Regions from separate parts of the Zea mays genome. Here all the other regions are linked to region 1. Evidence: chromatin contacts called from public Hi-C data. All regions are on one chromosome and are shown on one strand. The core of a region is the stretch at or near the end of the contact, and the rest is flanking DNA. Distances in the headings are between cores, read along the strand shown.

Region 1 (3,667 bases), core at 153-2,652:
GGGAGCTTGGTTGACCTGGCTTCATCGTAATAGGTGTTTTTTTTGACAATGGGTCTCCTAGCCTGCCTTTAATCCTCAAGCAGTTTGAAGATGAGAGGAGTTTGTGGGAGGTTGCTGGTGCCAAGGTATTATCCTCCCTGGCAGCCCCACTTCCTGCTACTTGAGGGAAGGAGGCTTCTTAGTCTTTAGTAGTGTCTGTGTTCCTATGGACCAGTTTATATATGCATGTTTCTGGCCTCAGTAAGGATTCCTTAGTTTACTTTTGTATTTTTGGTCTTCTTTTGACCATGTATCCTCTCTTCTTAATTTATAAAATGGTGCAGTCCTCCTGTGCATTCGAGAGAAAAAACTTAACTGTGGCAGAGCTTGTGACATTTGTGGTGTTCTGCCACAGGAACTAGATGTGGTCCATTAACATGTTCATATTGCATTGTTCACTAGAAAAAATAATGCTGCCATATTCATCTTTTAAAAGCAGCGTCCCATTCATCCTAGAAAGGTGCCTTCATTGGTGCAAGGGTGTTGGCCTTCAACTTTTCATGTGTTTTCTACTCAACATCTTCTACAACAATTGGCAGCTATATTGTTTTCATGGTGAAGTTGTGAGAACGATGTGTATATCTGGATGACTTCAGGGATGAGTCTCCTCTAACTTAAAGTGAGAGGGACTTAAATCGCTGACTTTAGAGGTATCATAGTAAGATATATTGCAATCTGCACAAGGTACTAACATTACTCAGTATCTGAATCATCCAACGCATTTCCAGTCTGAAATTAGCAATGCACTACGGCATGTGTTCATTGGTCCCCCAATCAAAAAAAAAAATACAGACTAAGAAACTATCTAAACCCACGGCAGAGCATTCCTAGTAGAAAGACTACACCGTCTCGCAGAATTTTATGAGCTGCAACAAGCACTACAAACCGCCCCTTCAATCATCCACTCGCGAGAAGAAGAGAACAGGTAGCAGAAACTTACCAATCCACAACCTGACGAATCTTGGGCTCGAAGTCCTCGGCCTGGCGATTGAGCACACAGAGAACACAAGCAAAGCGTCAGCCTCTCATGTGCACAGAGCATCACATGTTTGGCATCAAGAGAAAGAAAGCAGGACGGCGACTGACCTCCTGCGGGGAGAGCGAGATGCGCGCGGCGTTGGCTAAGCGGGTGAGGTCCGGCGGCTCCAGCTCCCCAGCCCCCGCAGCCGCCACGGGCGTTACGTGGCTGGAGGACGAGAGTGGCCGCGGCCAGTGCGTCCTAGCCGACGGCCGCCTCAGCCGCGGGCCCGACGCTAAGCGGAGCCTGGGTATGGCGGACGCAGCGGCGGAGAGCATGGCCGGCCGGCGTCGCTCGCTGGTCGCTGCTGCCTCCGGGTCTGGCTAAGATTGGAATTGGATCGTCGTCACCGATGCGGCCTCATCGGCTCATCCCATCTCATCGTTTCGCGCGGTGCGGCCCGGCCCACTCAAAGCGGCCACTGCCCAGAGCTGAGAACCCCCCCTCGTCGGTTTGGGCCTCTCCGGCACATTGAATTTACCAAAATAGATCACTCTACAATGAATTTGTAAAAATAGGTCAATCGAGTAGATCACTTCGTCAAAATACACATCCGGATGTTTAACTAGTCTGATAAGTGGGCATGTATCCCTGTTGGACCGAAATATCTCTCCCTTTCCTTAGGGTATCTGCACTGGCCTACAGAAATCCTTCCGGTAAACGCGCATACAGGTAACTGGAGCTTAAAAATATGTGCAACGGTTTCCGCTATAGCTCTCTATATCCTTATGCATCCACAATATTGCGTCAGATATAGCGGACACCAATAATTACGATAGAAGTCTTATCCATATCTAGAGATGGCAATGGGTACCCGCGACCTGATACCCGATAGGTATTTACTCCATTAGGGTATATATATAGACTAAATATTATACTCGTGGGTTTATTATTGGGCAAAAATCTCCACCCAATGGGTAAACGAATATTAGAACGTTCCGTCTTCACCCATACCCGTTAACCCGTGGGTATAAATACCCAATATAAACTTAGCCCAAGCATGAACTTGTACTTTAGTCATTCATCTTTTTTACTATTTAACAACCTTTTAGACCATAATGTCATAGAAGACTTAATGACAATTTAATGACCATGTAATGGAACATGTAATGTGCTATGTAGTACTATCCTAGTGTTACTACTTTATCCAATTATCTTTGGTGTGTTGAATGGATGGTTAAATGATGCTAGAAAATTTTGTTATGGTATTTATATGGATATACTTGACATTTGTATAGTATAATATTTTGATAGATGTTTAATTTTTGTGGGTACGGGTGACCCGATGGGTGACCCATACCCACATGGGTATGGGTATGGGGGTAAATTCATACCCACCAGTGTATGTGGGTGACCTAGTGGGGTTATTTTTGTGTCGTGGGTATGGGTATGGGGTAGTAATACCCGGTGGGTATTTACCCATTGCCATCTCTATCCATATCAAAAGTACGTGTTGTGCACAAAAAATATAGAATTTCGATCATAATAAATAGAATATGTAATAATTGATATAGAGGGGATATAGAGAGAGATATGGGCGCAGAAGATTGTAATATATAGTAATGAATTTTGATGGGAAATGTATCTGGTGCAAACCAACTCCTTCGTGCAACCGTGCAAACTTCTAATCTAAACCACATGATGTTGATCCAAGGGACGCAGAGGTGTGGATAATTTTACACTTAATCGTCCGCTGCTAATCACACCTTTTCAAATCCCCCTCCCACTCCTCCGCACGTCCCCTTGGATCAACATCATGTGGTTCAGATTAGAAGTTTGCACGGTTGCACGGAGGGTTGGTTTGCATTTTGATGACTAGACTATAAAGGGTAATATAGAGTAAGGATATGGAGTAATCTGCACTACAGATAGTCTTAGCTGTTAACGGTGCTGCACAAGACGACCACTGGTGGCAGTGGTCTCCCATTCCTACTGAGCTCGGGCACCGAGGGGTTCCGGCGCTGCCTGGTCGTGGTCGACTTGTTGCCGAGGTTGTCCGCTTTGGGCCCGACGTTGTGACCGCCCTCTTCACGAGCACTATCGACGAGAGGCGGTCCATGTTCACCAACTCCTTCCAGTCCATGTTCGACAACTTCCCTGCCTTCACCTCCGTGCTGGTAGCCAACACTGTCGTCGCAGGGTACCTAGTGTTGTCGCTGCCCTTCTCCATGGTGGGCATCATCTGGCCTAGTGAGGCGATGAGCGTGTGGTTGTAGCTGCTCGTATGCGACATGGTGGTAATAGTGTTGTAGATGGCGTCAGCGCGCGTCGCGGTGGCCATTATGTAAGTGGCACACTCGGGCAACTGGCATGCCAATTGGATGCCCATCTGCATGTAGTTCCATGGCTTCTGCCAGCGCACTAGTAGCTCCGTCGTCACCACCTTCCTCGTCGTGCTTGTCTTTATTGTACTCATCCTCATGTTCGCCTGCGCCATCAGACATAGGCCCGATGGAAGGGAGGGACGTTCCAGTCCAACGAGGGTACGGGTCCACTTGTCAAACAAGTTAATCGCTCGAATGAGTATTTTGATGAAGTAAGCCTAATCGATCGACCCATTTTTACAAGTTCAACTAAAGGCATCTATTTTGAACGACGTCATCGTGGAGT
Region 2 (3,997 bases), core at 508-3,007, 160 kb after region 1:
AAAACATTGTTACTTAAGGGCCAACTAGCAAAATCATTTGAATTTTAGAGTTGTACAGACTAATAAAATGAACAGCTACATACTGCATTACAGCAACAGCAATATTCTACATTCTACAGCAATAATTCCTAAATATGCTCAAATATATGCTAGAGTGCTCATACATAATAGATAGCAACATCCTACTCGATCAAATGAATTAATCTACAAGTGATTTGTATACTAAACCAGCATGCAACCATCAAGACTTGTTAGATCTTAATAAACCACAGTATTAATAATCTACTAACTGAAGGAGGTCTCCAGCAAAATCTTGCAATGTTTTGCACTGCTAGTGTCCTATCAGTAAAACAAGCAGCATACCTTGAACAAGGCAGCCATGGAAAATGTCTTCACAAGTATCGCCTTCTTGTCCTCTGTGAATCTCCTTTCTACAATCCCAACTGCGTGTTTTCTAGGCAAATGGTGTACACCTGGCCCCGCCCCAGCTCCCGGCCCAACTGGAACTCCATCTTTGGCAAGCTGCTGCGCAATCTCACGAAGAAGCACAAGTTGTGCCTTCTCTGTGCGCATTGCCACAAGGGCCTGCCTCATCGACTCCCTATCGGCCTCCAGTGCCTCCAGCCTCATGTAAAGCTTCTTAATGTCCGGCTCCACTGCCTCCCCTTGGTACTTATCCACGACCCTTGCAATAGGCATTGCTGCACCTTGATGCACCTTGTCAATGGTGTATACCCTATCACTGCCACTGCCACTTACACTGTCAGCACCGTCAGCCTCGCTTGCTTCCTCCCCGTCATCATTTCCAGCAGTAGGCGACTCTGGCAGTTCTTCATCATCATTGTGGAGGTTGTTCATTGTTTCCACATCCTCCTTAGATAACATCTCGTCGGCATAGAGGCCACCCAGTTCATGTTCAGACATGTCCGGCAACACTTCATCTGTGTAAAGGTGGGTACCTTCCTCTTTCTCATGCGGTGGCTCAAGCAGGCGAGGTTCCTGATCGTGTTCGAGAAGGCAGATCCGGCGCTCCAGATCGAGGGCAACCACGTCCTCTTCCTCCCGCCCGTCCTCGTAGTAGTACTCCCCGTCGTTGCAGCGGAGCTCAGGGTAGTAGTACCCTCCATCGCCAACGATGTAGCCCTCCTCGCCCTCGAGCAGGAGGAGGTCCTCCTCCTCCTCCTCGGCGGCGTTCTGGGCGACGAGGTCCTCGCCCTCGGGAAGCGGGATGCCGAGGTGGAGGCACTGCAGCCTGTACTCGCGGAGCCTGGAGCGCAGGCGCAGCAGGCGGCGCGCGCGCTGGGCGAGGAGCGCGCGGAGCTGGTCGATTTCGGCGGCGTCGAGCGCCATCTTCTCGTCGGCGAAACGGCGGAACTGGCGGAGCTCCATCTGGACCTCGGCCTTGTCGCGCTGCAGGCGGAGCATCATGGCCATGGCCTCGCTGGCGGCGCTGGCCGCGGCGAGGCGCTCCTCCTCGACCTCGACCCGCAGCGCCGACGCCGTGGACTGGGCCGCCGCCGCCGCCTCCCGCAGCGCCGCGCGCTCGTCCTCCGCCTCGACCCGCGCCGCGGGGCCCGCCTCGTCCCCCGCCTCCGCGCCCAGCTTCCGCTTCACGGACCGCCGCCACGGCGCGGCCGGCGACGACGCATCGGGGTCCTGGTCGTGGTCGCGGTCGTCGTCCATGACGGCGGCGGGAGGGGGAGGCGAGGCGAGGGTTCGGGGGGCCGCGGCCTCGATCAAACCGCAGCGAGGAGCATTTTGTCGTTTGGATTTGGGAGCAAGTTGGACGAGGGGGTGGGTTTGATGCGTGTGCGTCGACCGTCTCGGGGTCGGGGGACACTTAACTTTTTGCAATACTACCAAATCAAATGACACACATTCAAAGGGCACCACCGGAAAGAGAACTTCCGCCAAATTCGCATAAAGTACATGTCACGACCCCCGACCCCGAATGAACATGTCTCATCCGCCTCCGCTTCTTTTCGGCCTTTTCCCCTTCTCGAGGTGGGGCCCTTCCCTCCTCCGGCTCGAAGTGGGATCCAATCCAGTACTGAAAATCATTGTTATGATTAGATATTTGGCTTTCCTACGTAAACAATTCTGCTCGCCTTTTATACCTTTTCTTTCCTCGCAATTTCGACATCGAACATCACAATTCTTCTCCATTTCCATTGCTAAACAGGCCACCTTATGTCTTGTTCGATTAAGTATGGATAAAAGGAGATCGATGAGGATTAAAATATACTCTATTCAATTTTAATTAGGAAGGTATTTAATCTCCTCCAATCTATATGCAACCGAACATGCTCTAAGGAGGTGTTTGAATTCACTAGAGCTAAAAATTAGTTGGCTAAAAAGAATTATAATGAAATTAGTTAGCTAGCTATTAATTAAATTACTTGAATGTACTCAACTAATTTTAGCAGCTATCTATTCGTTTTAACTATTAGTTCTAGTGCATTAAAAGACTCCTTTAGAGTGAAATATTTTTTTCTTATTTTTTGTGATGGCGTGGATATAATCGGCAATCATTGAGAGTTGTTTTGTCTGATGGGCTCTCTTTGGCAGCACGGACGCTCCGCGGCATAAGGCCGGACTGTGCGAGTTTTCCTGCGTCGAGTCGGACGGTCCACGACTGATGCCGGGCGTTTCGTGTGTGCGCATGGATGATGGTGTTCACCAACAACACCTAGATCTCGCCTTCGGGAGGGACCCGTCAGGAGGAGAGATCCTATGGTTTATCTTGGGGTCGGCGCCACCCAAGACGCCTCGAGACGACCAAAGTCGAATAGAGGTGAAGATAGAGACGAAAAAGACTACATTACTGCTACTCATAGGACAAGAAAGTAAAGAAATTAATAAACTGGTTGATTGGTTCGATTGTTGGTGTGCGCAATCGACCGTACCCTTTCATGTATATAGTGGGAAAGTCTAGACCTGTTCCTAAGCGTTCTCCAATAGCTGCGAGTTTAGATGGATAAACACGCACAGAAAAAAGAGTTAATCACGTCTGATCTGATCTAATCGCATACTGTCTGCGGCCAAGACGGACCATCCACGATCCAAATCGTTCGATCCTTGTAGCCAGACCGTCCGAACTTTTCTAGGTGGCTCATATGGTGCTCAACATTGTGTTTGTTCCTGTAAAGTAAACAAGAAAATCGACTCATGTGAACAAGTTTCTATATGGTTCCCTGTGAAGAAATCCGTGCGTTCCAAAGCGGTACTGTGAGATCCCTCTGTTTTGATTTTACATGAAGTATATGCACTACGGTGAGATTTACCCTGAAAAAGGGGCAAGTACACAACCATCCAACGTGTGTGGCGCGGATCTATCGTGAAAACTTTTGTCGCGTCGACGGCATGGCGTCTACCGTGAACTTTGTCCATTCCGGTGCCGCCCGTTTTTTTGTTTTATCAGTGAACTATCACTTAGACACATTAGTAGAGGGTGCTCTTGAGATATCTGTATGCAGGAAAGGGATATTTAGCATAGCACGGGACGAGGACGTGGACGCGTTCCAAGACTCTGGAGCGAGCCAAGACAACGGCAGCTCCGTTCCGTGCGGACAGATTTGTTGATTGATACGTGTGTTTCAAACGAACAGGCAGACGAATAGAACTAGCAACCCATAATAATTCACCCCGTACTGCGTCTGAGACTGGTTAGTTCTTTACAAGTTTCTAAGCTTATTTTCAGTATATCGTGTAAAATAGGAAACTACGAAACTACGAATGATATTGTTCGATACTGTTTAAAGAGAAAGAAAAGTTTAAAATAGAGGATAAAATAGAGAACGTGATAGAGAATTTGCTGGAAATGACCTTAATGATATATAGACTGCATCAGTGCATGCCCGTCTCGATCAAATTCTATCTGCAGACAACCGTTTCAACTTTCAACGTTTATCCCGAATCCATCAATACGATTTGTTGATTGATTGTGGCGATCGAATAGGAAAGCGTCGGCAAGCACGAGAGCTGTCAGATTTGATAC
Region 3 (3,775 bases), core at 1,225-3,724, 200 kb after region 1:
TAACACTGATCCAGCTAGTGGCACGAATGTCTAGAGTTCAATTGCACAAAGAATCCCAAATAAACAAAAGAGAGAGAGAAAAAGATGCATTATCCATTGTCTGTAGAAATTAGCACATAAAACTCAACATGCCTAGGGTGTTTAATTAGTTTAACAACAATGAACCTGTTTGGAAACACCATAGTTTTTTTTAAAAATGTTTTCTATATTCAGTTTGTAGAATGAAACTGGTTTGTAAAAAAAACTAAGTGTGCATGTTTGGAAGCCAGTTTTTTTAAAAACAATTTCTACCATTTCTGATACACAGAGTAATTGATTATATTATCCCCTTTTTATTTGTTGCCATATATAAATAATATAGGTTAAACTCATATTTTTAATTCAAAATTTTCAAATAATTAACCATTCAAATCCGATAGAGCAGACATCGAGATGATCGCATGCATAGGTCTGGAGCGGTGGCAATCACCATAATTTCCACAAAACCAACTAAGAACAGTACGAAATTTGCGAGGCAAAAAACCGGTTTTAAATAGAAAAGGCTAGCTTCCTGGTTTATTAGAAGCTGGGAATCCAGTTTTTTGAAACTGGAGCAAAAAAATTGGCATGTTTGAAAGCACCCTAGTTTCTATAATCTATTTTTTCAAAGCTGGGTGTGCTTCCAAACAGACCCTATTAATTGTTACTCCCTCCGTTTCGTTTTAGTTGTCGCTGGATAGTACAAAATTGAACTATCCAGCGACAACTAAAAAGAAACGGATGGAGTATTCTTTTAACAGCCATGTTCCCTCATCAGCTACCAATGCACGTATAATTAACTGAACAAACTAGTAGTACGTTGTACTGTCCTCTAGTAGAGTCCATATATAGGCAACACTATAGAAAGTACACTATTCCAAATCAAGCAACGGTTCAGCAATTTTCAAAATGCCGCACTTAATGTGCTCAGCAGATTTTAACAAGGCTCACGTTGGAGAAATGACCATGCCTTGCTGTTTTCACACTAACTATTTTTGTCAACCTATATATAGCATTCATGCACTTGTATTAAAATAAGCAAGATCAGTCTAACAAGTTGAACCCATCAGCGGCTCTTGAGTCCAGATAACTACCACGGACAATAAACTACTTGCGAGAGCATCAAATCAAAGGATATATCGACTACAGTACATCTCAGTAACTATACATCTCAAATTAAACATCGATCCAGCGAAATATCGAATTAATCACCCAAAAAGCAACTAATAAAGCGGCGCACAATATCCTATATCATTGTAACTGACCGCGCGCAGCCGCAGCAGTAGGTCAGTGGAAAGAGAAACCAACAGATCACCACCATACCCAGATCACAGAAAGCAAAAGGTAATAATCGAACTGGCAAAAGTCGCAGCTAGCGTCTACGACGTGTAGCAAGACCGGACTGGCCCGACACGTACGTACCGGCGATGCCTGCAGCTGCAGATGAGCCGCGAGCGCAGGACCCGCCTGCACCGTCTCTACGTCCATCTGCATGCGGGTCCTCAGAGTTTTTTTTGGGTCTCCTGCAAAAGCAAACGGGCAAACAAACCCACCGATCAAGACAAGTATATATATATAGTTCAAAAAGAGTTAAGCAAGAAGGACAGAGACCCTTCGATGATCGAAATGATAACAAATTTTCGAAACCCATCCAAATTGACCCGCATATAGATGAACTAATAATAATGCGCACTGGCATTTTCCGACCAAACTGGCGAGATTTATAAATTGTAAGTTCGAAGAAAAAACATTCAAAACTCTAGTTCCCAAACCAAAGCACCAAAAGGCAGGCAACAAAAGTCACCAAACTGAGTCTGAGGTTGAACGCTTCAAGGGGAAAAGAGAGCGCGCCTCATCTCGTCTCGTCTAGCAGCAGCGCGTTATGTGGCAAAAGTCGCTTGTACGAAGAACCTGCAAGCTGCTTTCTGCTGCTAGCGGCAAGCCGCAACCGCACGGATCGATCGAAGCAAAAGCAAGCGAGGCCCGAGGAAACAGCGACAAGGCAGCAGAGATCGGAAAGGAAAAACGAGCTGCTTTTGCGATCGAAGTATAGAACCAGCGAGCTTTTTGGCACTGCCGCGGAATCGCGCAGCGCGGTAGGAAGTGGTCCGCGTGCGCGGCTTCCTCGTGCCCGGAGCCTCTCTAGCAAAAAACCCAACAGCATCAGACACCTATAGCAGCAGTGCAGTACACCCGTACAACAGTTCGTTTTGATCAAGCGGGTTTTAGGTCACGCCCTTTTCGCATCAAATTGAGAGAAGGGAACGAACCAGATGGAGAAAAATGGCCCGGATCAGAACGAAGAAGAATGAGAGACCGGATGAACACACACTGCTACCAGCAGGGCGCGGTTAGAAATAGATCGCAGAAGAATACCCACGACGCATACATATGCCAGAGCAATTAGGCCACTACTCACCTGTGTGGTATTTACTTGCTGCTGCTGCTGCTTCTGGGATCGGGGTGGGATCGAATCAAAAAGAAAAGTAGAGGCAGGCCGAAATGTGGCGAGAAAATTGGGTCGCTAGACAATTCTAGTGGAGTGCTTATTCTCTGATCGATGTACCTGGGGACGATCGATCCCGAAAGGCGGGGGGAGCTTTGGGGAGGCGATCGAGCTAGTTCATGGTGGGGAGTAGTGGAGTGGAGGCAGGCGCCGTGGGTCGGGAGGTGGGGCGCTAGGGTTTTTGTTGTTCCGTGATCGATCGGCGTCGGGGGGCTGGGGCTCCGCCTCTTCTCCCCCGGCTGCCTCACCTCGTTGATCACCGTGTCCGCCTCGTCGTGCGGGGAGCCGGGGACTAGATAGTGCCGTGGAGGAGAATCCTTTTTCTAGAGAGAGGAGTGGGGTGGCAGGGTGCAGCGCGTGTGTGATGCTGATGCCGTTGTAGAGAGAGAAAAATCTAGGACAGCCAGGCTCGTCGCAGAGGGCAGCAAGCAGCAACCTCCTCACGGAACGGCCCGCACCTGGTCTGCCGGGGGATCGAGCCTATGACACGTGGGCCCGCTCTGCCCGCGGACCAGACGTGTCTGCAGGCAGCCCGGCACGGCAGACGGGTGGGTGTTGTGCGGGCGACGACGATATATGCGGTGCCCAAGTAGCGGTGGCGAAGCGCGCGAGACCTTGTGGACCCCATCTGTCGGGCGAGAGCGCGCGGCGCACCATTACAAGGACGACGCTTGCGAAACGATGGCGCGGGCGCGCCGGCACACGCGCATGGGGGAGTTTGGGTTGACATTGTGGCACTTGGGATCGGGGCGGGGTCCGCCGGGGGCTGTGATGATGATGAGGCGGAGGCGGGCGGAGCAAAGCAGAGAAGAAACCAATTGCTTGCAGTTGCAGGCACAGGCCGTACTAATAAATAAATGTGGGTACGCTGGCAACGCTGCCACTGTTAGCTACTAGTAGTAGCTACAGATGCACGGCCCGGACGCAGGCGTGCATGGGATGATCTCTCCACACGCGCTCTTGGTGCGTGCGTGTGCGAGGATTCTGTCTACGGTTTGCTTGCATGCACGCTTGCGGAGGCAGAGGTAGTCACGTCGTCAAGCGTGAAGCCGTGAATCGATCCACGCACGCAGCAATGCACTCCCCGTTTCTCCTTTTACGGATCTAATAATAATTATAATAATACATTATAAATATTATTGTTTTTTATATAGGATTTTGATTTTTGAGGTGTGCGACCTTTTACGCAGTGGGCAGTGCTAAGACTGACTGCAGCGGTCGACGCTACCGTCCCCCTCCCCTTGCATGTCG

What was found. A called contact is a pair of places that touch in the nucleus more often than the background predicts.
Region 2: a contact with region 1 is called in a Hi-C map of ear, with 1.9 times the contacts expected there. The contact joins the promoter of LOC100277588 here to the promoter of LOC100274537 in region 1. A contact is called at or near these places in 3 of 25 Hi-C or Micro-C datasets (ear, leaf and tassel).
Region 3: a contact with region 1 is called in a Hi-C map of leaf, with 5 times the contacts expected there. The contact joins the promoter of LOC100271891 here to the promoter of LOC100274537 in region 1. A contact is called at or near these places in 8 of 25 Hi-C or Micro-C datasets (bundle sheath, ear, endosperm and 3 more) and 1 of 3 datasets of contacts at active chromatin or transcription factors (leaf).

What each region holds. Positions count from the first base shown.
Region 1 is chr5:16,523,302-16,526,968 of Zm-B73-REFERENCE-NAM-5.0, forward strand. It overlaps LOC100274537, which reads right to left and starts at 1,403. Exons shown (of 5, transcript NM_001148893.1): 1 at 1,126-1,403; 2 at 980-1,020. The coding sequence starts at 1,335.
Region 2 is chr5:16,687,419-16,691,415 of Zm-B73-REFERENCE-NAM-5.0, forward strand. It overlaps LOC100277588, which reads right to left and starts at 1,758. Exons shown (of 3, transcript NM_001374017.1): 1 at 364-1,758. The coding sequence starts at 1,683.
Region 3 is chr5:16,721,555-16,725,329 of Zm-B73-REFERENCE-NAM-5.0, forward strand. LOC100271891 (ameiotic 1) reads right to left here and starts at 2,475. Exons shown (of 11, transcript NM_001146066.1): 1 at 2,438-2,475; 2 at 1,441-1,541. The coding sequence starts at 1,506.